2 separate regions of the Danio rerio genome follow, and region 2 is linked to region 1. The links are chromatin contacts, called in public Hi-C maps. All regions are on one chromosome and are shown on one strand. Each heading gives the region's core, a stretch centred on a gene start, on an enhancer-like site or on the middle of the called end of the contact. The rest is flanking DNA. Distances are from core to core; before and after follow the strand shown.

Region 1 (4,208 bases), core at 1,586-4,085:
GTCCTGGCAAACTAAAGAGAGACACATTATAAAAAGACTACCCAGTACTGCCCGCATAACATATTAATAATACAGCTATAAAATAGCACGTTAATTTGTTTTATCACAACTATAAACAACAATGTTATTATTTGCAAAGCAACAAATTAATACAAAACACAAAATCGCATTTAAATACACAAGCCACAAGTTCAGGGAAAAAAGCCCGAAACTACTTTTAGCATTTATCTCATCCATATCAGCCACTCGAATGCCATTTGTGCGTATATACACAATTCCGTGCACAACAATTAAACAATTAAAGCTTCCAGTTACTTACATGATCGGCTAAGTTGGTCGAAGATCCCGAGAGTTCCTCGTGGTCTGATTTTGAGCTGCCATCCCGTTCATCAATCACTAAATCTATGGGCATTTTTCCTTTCAAACAACTAATGTACCGATGGCAGAAATTGTCGCAGAGTTCGTGCACCTTGAGAAGAGAACAAAAATAAAACCTCTGTCAGTAGCCGCTCCAGAAATAAGCACAATTAAAGGACATCGTGAGTAAAGACGGGGAAACAATAGAGAAATTGTAGCAATGCTTATTATTCTCCTGAGACTCCAGCAACAAGTTAATCGACAAAAACAAACACTACAGCTTGACAATAAGACATATGAACGCGCTGGACATAATTTAGCAGAAAGTATAAAAATAAATTAATTTAATAAATACGAATTATTATATATTATATATTATTTTAAAATCAAAGATAATTTTAACATGGTTTTAATAGCAATCTAAATTTGTCCAAGATTATAATTGAATTTGAGCATCAAAATATAACATCTGAATCGTTCAATTAAAATAAAACACACCACAAAATCACAGTAAATTCGCCGGAAATATTTCTGAAAACACATAAATCCAAATAATTAAATGATTACCTTTTCTAACTCCAAAAGATGAAACCGTAATACTTGTATGGCTTGTATCATCTGTGGAGAGAAACCCAAGCTGTTAGCCGTGTCAATTCTTTGCATTTGAAATTTACATTTAATTATTTATTTTTTATTTTGAACATGCATTTTAATTTTTAATATTCGTTGCGTTATATTACAGTGCACAAACTTATCCAACCCCAAAAATAAAATGACATAAAAATAAGTAATGTTAAAAATAATCAGTAATGTGGCGGAGAAATAACAAGCAATTATTTTTGGATGTTAAATAAATCGCCGCTATATTAACTGGCCTGCGTGAAAGTGTTAACGGTGATATCAACCCCATAATGAGTGACTTATTTCACACTAATATTCCCCACTCCAGACCGCTGTGAGGGTCCCACTTCAAACAATCCTGTCACACATCAAAAATCCTCGTATTTGCTTTTACTATCTCCAAATCCGACGAAAGAAAATAATAAAAAAAATACTAAAGATAGTCTCTTCTTAAAGACAGTCTGATTTGTGTCCTTACCAAATTATCCAATTCTGGATTCGAAGAAAATAAAGGTTTTTCAGCGCGGACCTAAAACACACACACACACACACGGGAATGGAGGTTAATAGCAATCGATGTGCAGCAATTCAATAGTAAGATTTTAATTATGCATTAAAATTCAAATCGTTGCTAATCTGGTTTAAGTGTAGAAAAAGCGCCGATTTAATGCGGCTACTTAGAACTTCCAAGTGTAAACAAAACAGAAAGTCTTCGGGTGGAAGTGTTGCAGCGCGTATGGACCTGTTTGGCGAAGACAGCGATGTCCTCGTTGAAGGAGTCCGAGGAGCAGACGTCTCCGCCGGCCACCCCGGGCTCGCGGGGAGTGCATGTGGCCAGCTCGCACTTCTCGAAGACCAGAGCCAGGAGAGGAAACAGAGGATGGCTGCAGAAACAACAACACGCCAGCCTTTTAGATCTCAGCCATGTCAATGCACAGAGCAATAATGAGCAAAAACAGACACGCGAAACAATCAGTAATAATTCTGCAGAACTCGGAAGTCTCGAAATCGCGTCGGGGTTTGGCGATCTGAGCAGATTTGAACTTAAAGCGAATAAAAGTTTGTTGAGGCGATTCTGAAATAAATCAAAGTCCAAAGCGTGGATTCGCTCCCAAAATCCCGAGGAGAAAAGTTCCTCGAAGCTGCGGGGAAAACGTTAGCAGAAATCGAAGCGGCTCTGGAGTCCGCGGATCCGATTTTAATGCGGAACTCACCCGTAAATTTGATCTTTATCCCTCTTTAACACGTCGTTGACAGCTGAGCCCATGCTGGTGGGCATGACATTGGGATGGGGGGCATGTGTGCCGTAATGCTGGCTGGCGTGGAGCGGCGGTCCGTGGTTCAGATGGTGGACCTGCGGGAGCGGCCGAGGCGCGTGTGGATCCCCGTACATCCCGACCCCGTCCATGCCGCCGTAGTGAGCCAGCTCATCGTACTGCAAGAGAAGCAGAAAGTCAGCAAGAGCACAGAAAAAAGGAGACAAAGAAGCGAAAGTGTGCGAAAACGCGAGGAAAGTCGTGCAGTTTGCCCGTAATTACCAAAAACATGTTGAAGTTGTAAAAGCGCAGCGAGCAAAAGCAGGAGCCCGGAGCTCAGGATATTCCCAGCAAAGTGCGTCAGGCTCAAGTAGTTTTGCGCGTGCGGCGACAGTCGAGGCCTGTGATAGATAGTGCATTGGTGGAGGTGAGTGTTGGAGATTTTAAACCTACCCTTTGCGCCATCAGCCTGCGCTCCAATAAACCTCTGGATCTGTGTCGTAGATTTAATTTCCCAGTCCGCTCACAAACTCATGCGCCGCAAAGATGCCCCCTTTTTCGAGCCGAATTCTCTCCTATTCTCCAACACGGACGAGCGCGGGCATCGGGAAGAGTTTTGCAATTATTCTTCTTTTCCTCTTTGCCCCCCAGAAAAGAAAGGGAAAAAAAAAGTCAAGCACCAAACTGAAGGTTACAGCCGGCCCATCAACAACCTGCATGTAACTAAACTGTCGTGTCTCATGGCTTTTTGCCACTCCAGCTGTCAATCAAAGCCAGAGGTTGTCAAGGTAATGAATGAATGATGGTTGGTGATGATGTTCGGGAGAGGATGAATCTTTTTAGAGCCCCGTTTTCATCCCACAAGTCCCTGTCTCCTTTATGCCTCCGGTCCGCTTTCTTGTTTTATTACTACCACTACCACTGCTGGAGTGTAGCGAGGAGGATTTAGACGAGGAAAAAAGAGGGAAAAAGAGAAGAGTTTTTGAAAAGAGAAATGCGGCGGTCTCGTGCGCGGTCGGAGATGAGTGAGTGTCAGTGAGTGTTGGCAGGTCGGCCGCTCGCTCGCTTATAGAACACAGTGAGTTGAGCTGCGCGCATCGGCGGGAGAATGAAATGACGGAAGCCGGAAGTGGCGCTGAGCACAGCCAGTCCTGCACGAGCTCCACGCCAAAGCCTGCGCGAGAGGCGAGCGTCCAGTGCGCGAGGGGGGAGCCACGCACAAAATCCCACTCACAGAAAACGCGCTCAGAAAAAGACGCGACAGTGCGCTGGGCAGGCGGCCAACGCGTTATTAAAACTGCGCTGTTATTGCGCCTGGAGAAAACAAAGTCTTGCGCACTTTGCGCGTTTTAAAACTACAACTGCAGCTAGATATCAAGTGTCACACTCACAACGAGCCACCCCCCCCCCCCCTCTTTTTTATCTAGACAACTAAACTTTTCCAAAGCTGCATCAACTCCTCGGGAATGTCTTTAGTCACAAAAATTGAAACGCGAGCCGCGCGCGCTCCTCAATTATCAAAGAGATCATCAATCATTAGGAACTCTGAAGTTTCAGAGGAGGAGCGATGATATTGATTGTGCTACAGATGGCCCCTAAACACCACAAACAGACCCTTAAAACACCGCTCCTCATCAATGATCATATAGCCAGCCTGCGTGTGCATATCGCCGCGCGCGCGTGACATCATCATCATCCTATCGATCCGCGTTTATGCATAAATGTCTACATTTAGCGCTTGTTTTGTTGTCCAAATTAACAATTTGCGGGTTAGTGGAGCAGAGCTCGGCGGCAGAGAGGTCAGCACAAAAGCCGACGCCTCGACTTTTTAATCAAGCCGGCAATTAAAAAGAGGATTTTCGTAAATGCAACAACTGAACTCTGTTTATGACAGAGGGGAGGGAAGAGCATGCACGGGGAGAAAGTGCACGGGTTCACTGTGCAATAGCGACTGCAGTGGACACAGAACGCGTG
Region 2 (4,833 bases), core at 674-3,173, 380 kb before region 1:
ATCAAGAGGATCTGCTGCAGGTCAGAGTGAGCATCAGAATGGGAAAGAAAGGTGATTTAAGTGACTCTGAGCGTGGCATGGTTGTTGCAGCCAGACGGGCTGCTCTGAGTATTTTTAGAAACTGCTGGGAAATCTACTGGGATTTTCACGCACAACCATCTCTAGGCTTTACAGAGAATGCTCCGACACAGAGGAAATATGTGGTGGAGATGTGGTGGAACGGGAGATTGGCATCATGGATGTGCAGCCGACAAATCTGCAGCAACTGTGTGATGCTATCATGACAATATGGAGTCTCTGAGGAATATTTCCAGCAGCTTGATGAATCTACAACACCGAGGATTAAGACAGTTCTGAAGGCAAAAGGGGGTTCGACCCGATACTAGTCAGGTGTACCTAATAAAGTGGCCGGCGAACGTATAAAATTCACAAACTTGATGCAATCACTGCAAAACCAAGTTAACAATAAAGCACACACACACACACACACTCTCTCACGCTGGTTTTACCTTGACGTGTTTGAGCAGCTGATAGAGATCCTCCACCTCGTCTCCATCAGTGGGGCTGTACTCTCTGTCGATATGCACACTCGAGCCCTCAATAGTGCGCCTGTAGAGCGGCAAACCCATGGCCTCTGCTATCAGATCCACAGCCTGATGACCCACAGTCTGGTACATGTAGCTGTCCAGCTCATCTGAAGCCGCTGACACACAACACAAGCAGATGTCACCTACACTCAGTCATTCAGCGCACGCTTCTGGCCAATTACAGTTGAGGAGGCATTCAGCGATTCAACAAGCAGAGGCAGTACACAACAACAAGAGCTCAATATACAGAGGGACTGTCAGAGCTCAGAGAATATAGTGCTGGAGTAAAAAGGAGGAGTGTTCATCTGTGTAGGGCATTAAAAATATCATTATATTAAATATCAATTACAAAAATATGATGATTTTATCAATGTCGACCTCCACCCACATGTCACAGTACTGTAAACATATTAATTATGGATATACAGCGTCATAAACAAATGCTGCTATATTGATGTGCATACTGCACTTCCGGCCGGCCGTGTATCCCATCTAGACTGTACCATATTTCTTAGGTAGTGGGCGTGGCTAACATATTTAACCACGCCCAGGGGAGTGGACATTTTAAAAGTGGGAGGGCCAGCTGTATTCTCAATCACCTGTTTCTGAATGGTCTGTCTCTAAAAGTGAGGGGGACAGCCACGCCCCTGACCCCCCAGGTTGCTACGCCTCGACCACGCCCCTCCAGCTGTCATCGCTATGACATCAAACTGAAATTGTGAGTAGGAGGAGTCTGTTAGGCTGTTAATAGGTGTGTTCCGACTTCTTGCAGCTGCTCAGATCGATTGTCTTAAATCGATGCATGCCGGTTAGAAATGTTGTCTGCGCCGACGCCACGTGGCTGTCACTTGTGTTTACAAGTATTTACAATGACGTGTCTTTATTAGTTATAAACCCCATTGTATGATGATGAGAAGGAGGAGGAGGCTGGTGTTATATATATATATATATATATATATATATATATATATATATATATATATATATATACATATATGTGTGTGTGTGTGTGTGTGTGTGTTCGTTCTCCTCACCGTGGTCTGCAGGTCTGAGGTTTGCCAGAGCGACTATAGAGTGTCCGGCAGACACACACTGCAGCATGTTAAAGCAGCTGTCCTTGCCGCCACTGCACACACACACATAATCACACACACGTATAAACACATGCTGTCAGTTCACTTTATTATCTGTTTGTGTGTTGATCGCCGTGTCCCGTTACCTGATGAGCCCGACCACCCTCATGATGTTCACCGTCTGCAAAACCGGTAAGTTTGAGCTCAAAACACACACACAAATACACACACGTGCTGCTCCACACCGCTGTAAACACTGCCGCGCTTCCGGGAGACTGAAGGACCCCTGCAGGAGGCTGTCCGACGATCCGCCTGAGTGAAACTCTCCCGCTAATCTCTGCACTCACGGGCTGGCTTAAACCTCTTTGAAACTTGTGAAAATAGAGATGTTTTATGAAGACATCAATCTAGAGTCTCTATTAAATAAAACACAACACTTTTTGTTTCTTATTTTGACCTTAAATTACCCAAAACAAGAGATCAACTCTGCTTATTTGGAATAATAAGCCTGTTTTGGGTTTGGTCTTGATTCTCCACATGTTAATGAGGGAAAATAAGGTCAAACATTTCCACTGAGTTTGCAAAACACCATTTCTGCAAGCTAAACTCTCAATGTTCAGAAAGCCTGCTTGTTAGTTTTGAATGTGCTCTAAACATTTTAATTCAAAATGTCATAAACACTGTGTAAATACTGTGTTATGCTAATGTTTCTAACATCCGCTGACTGCAGAACTGAACCTGTGAAAGCAGCTGGAAGTAAACCTGATCAAAACTTTGAGAACTCTGGGTTGTCTAATAATGAGGGACAGAGGGACGCATACCCTGCTGAAAAATCCAGCTTAAACCAGCCTAGGCTGGTTGGCTGGTTTTAGCTGGTCGACCAGGCTGGTTTTAGAGGGGTTTTGGCCATTTCCAGGCTGGTTTCCAGCCATTTCCAGCCTGGTCCTAGCTGGTCAGGCTGGAAAATGATCAGCCAAATCCAGCTAAAACCAGCTTGACCAGCCTGGTTTAAGCTGGATATAGCTGGTTTTGGCTGGACTCCCAGCTTGGCTATGCTGGTCAAGCTGGTTTTAGCTGGTCATCTCCCAGCCTGACCAGCTAAGACCAGGCTGGAAATGGCTGGAAACCAGCCTGGAAGTGGCCAAAACACCTCTAAAACCAGCCTGGTCGACCAGCTAAAACCAGCCAACCAGCTTAGGCTGGTTTAAGCTGGATTTTTCAGCTGGCATAGTTATTGTGCTTATAACATGCAACGGTCATACTGAAAGACTGATTGATTGATTGATTAATTGGTTGATTGATCGATTGGTTGGTCAGTTGTTTGGTTGATTGATTGATTGATTAATTGGTTGATTGATTTGATTGGTTGATTAGTTGGTTGATTGATTGATTGGTTGATTGGTTGGCGTGTTGGTTGATTGATTGATTGATTGGTTGGCGTGTTGGTTGATTGATTGATTGATTGGTTGATTGGTTGGCGTGTTGATTGGTGTGTTGGTTGGTTGATTGATTGATTGGCTGCTTGGTTGTTTTGATTGGTTGGTTGGTTGACTTATTTGGTTAATTATATGATTGATTGGTTGATTGATTGATTGATTGGTTCGTTGGTGTGTTAGTTGATTGATTGATTGATTGATTGATTGATTGATTGATAGGTTGGTTGGTTGGTTGGTTGATTTGATTGGTTGCTTGGTTGTTTGGTTAATTGATTTAGTTGGTTGGATGGATGATTGATTGATTGATTGATTGATTGATTGATTTGGTTGATTTGACTTGATTTGGTTGGTTATTTGATTGATGAATGGATTAATGGATGAATGAACTGATTGATTAATGATGGATGGTTGCAGGGATGGATGGATGGATTGATTAATCGATCCAGTTGATTAGAGTAGTTTGATGATGAATTGATTAATTGACAAAATAATCAGTAAAATGTTTGTCCAGTTGCTCAGATAAACAAATGATCATGACATAAGAATGAGGCCTGTTTGTGTTGGTGTAAAGTAGTGTTACGGTCTCGCTGTGTGTGTGTGTGTGTGTGTGGTGTGTTCTTGTATGTTCTGTGTATTAGTGTGTTTGTTTGTGTGCTGTTGAATGTGTGTGTGTGTGTGTGTGTGTGTGTGTGTGTGTGTGTGTGTGTGTGTGTGTGTGTGTGTGTGTGTGTGTGTGTGTTGTTGGTTCCCCTGAGCTGGCCGACGGCTACACATTCTGTCTGGTGTGTGAGTATTGAAAGAGACTGTGTGTTGCGGCCCTGAACACACTGCGCACGCCGCTGATTTACTGAGGCTGAAGCCCAGCAGCACAATTAACAGCAGAAGAGCAGAAAACACAGCGTACAGCAGCAGCAGCAGCACCATTAACAGCAGAAAACACACCCGGCGGAGAGCAGATCTGCAGAAAACACACACCGCACACACACACACACACACACACACACACACGGCCTGATGGGGATTTTCTGGAGGAACCAAATGAGAACATTGAGGGGATGTTTTCTTCACTCCAGCCTGTTTTATCCCACAGTGCTTTAACAACACAGATTGCTTGATTGTTTTCAAAGCAGCTTCTCAATGTAAAATGACCAAAACTGAAACAACATTTTCAACATTTTATTTTAAACAACACATTAAAATAAATGTTGACTGAATAGAATCAGAAAAAGTTGGTTTGTATTATTTAATGGACACCTATTATGCAAAACCACTATAATAAAGGGGTTAAACCCAGTGTGTGTGTCAGCAGTGTGTGAATATATCCAGAAGTGTTTAATCAGTGTATATATATTTATGTCATGCAACAATTTAATTTAAGCCTAAATAGTGATGTGCAGTTAGGTCCATAAATATTTGAAGAGTTCAGATGCAAAATCCGCGTAACGCCACTTCTAGTAAAAATGAGATAATGACACCGAGTGAACGCTTTAGGCACGCATTCAGAAATAACAGTTTGTTGGCAGAAGCCGCTAAATCCCGAGAACCAATCAGAAGGCGCGAATCGAATCAAAAGAAATACAATGAAAATGAAAACGTCCCTTACCTCAAAACTCTGTGCATTATAGGAAGAGGAAAACACACTGTACAGTCAGGAGTGTACATGCATTCAAAACGGAGACATCTGAAAACGGAGGCGGGGCTGCTGAGATTCGCTACCTGATTGGGGCTTTTGTGTCA

Evidence for each region. A called contact is a pair of places that touch in the nucleus more often than the background predicts.
Region 2: a Hi-C map of hematopoietic stem cells shows a contact between it and region 1, with 2.8 times the contacts expected there. The contact joins the promoter of dph6 here to the promoter of meis2a in region 1. A contact is called at or near these places in 3 of 18 Hi-C or Micro-C datasets (caudal fin, embryo and hematopoietic stem cells) and 3 of 4 datasets of contacts at active chromatin or transcription factors (embryo, gastrula embryo and pancreas).

Annotation. Positions count from the first base shown.
Region 1 is chr17:58,954,893-58,959,100 of GRCz12tu, reverse strand. meis2a (Meis homeobox 2a) reads right to left here and starts at 2,835. Exons shown (of 13, transcript NM_131896.1): 1 at 2,688-2,835; 2 at 2,193-2,413; 3 at 1,721-1,862; 4 at 1,457-1,507; 5 at 925-975; 6 at 320-469. The coding sequence starts at 2,699.
Region 2 is chr17:59,334,956-59,339,788 of GRCz12tu, reverse strand. It overlaps dph6 (diphthamine biosynthesis 6), which reads right to left and starts at 1,923. Exons shown (of 8, transcript NM_001013290.2): 1 at 1,807-1,923; 2 at 1,622-1,713; 3 at 510-703. The coding sequence starts at 1,829.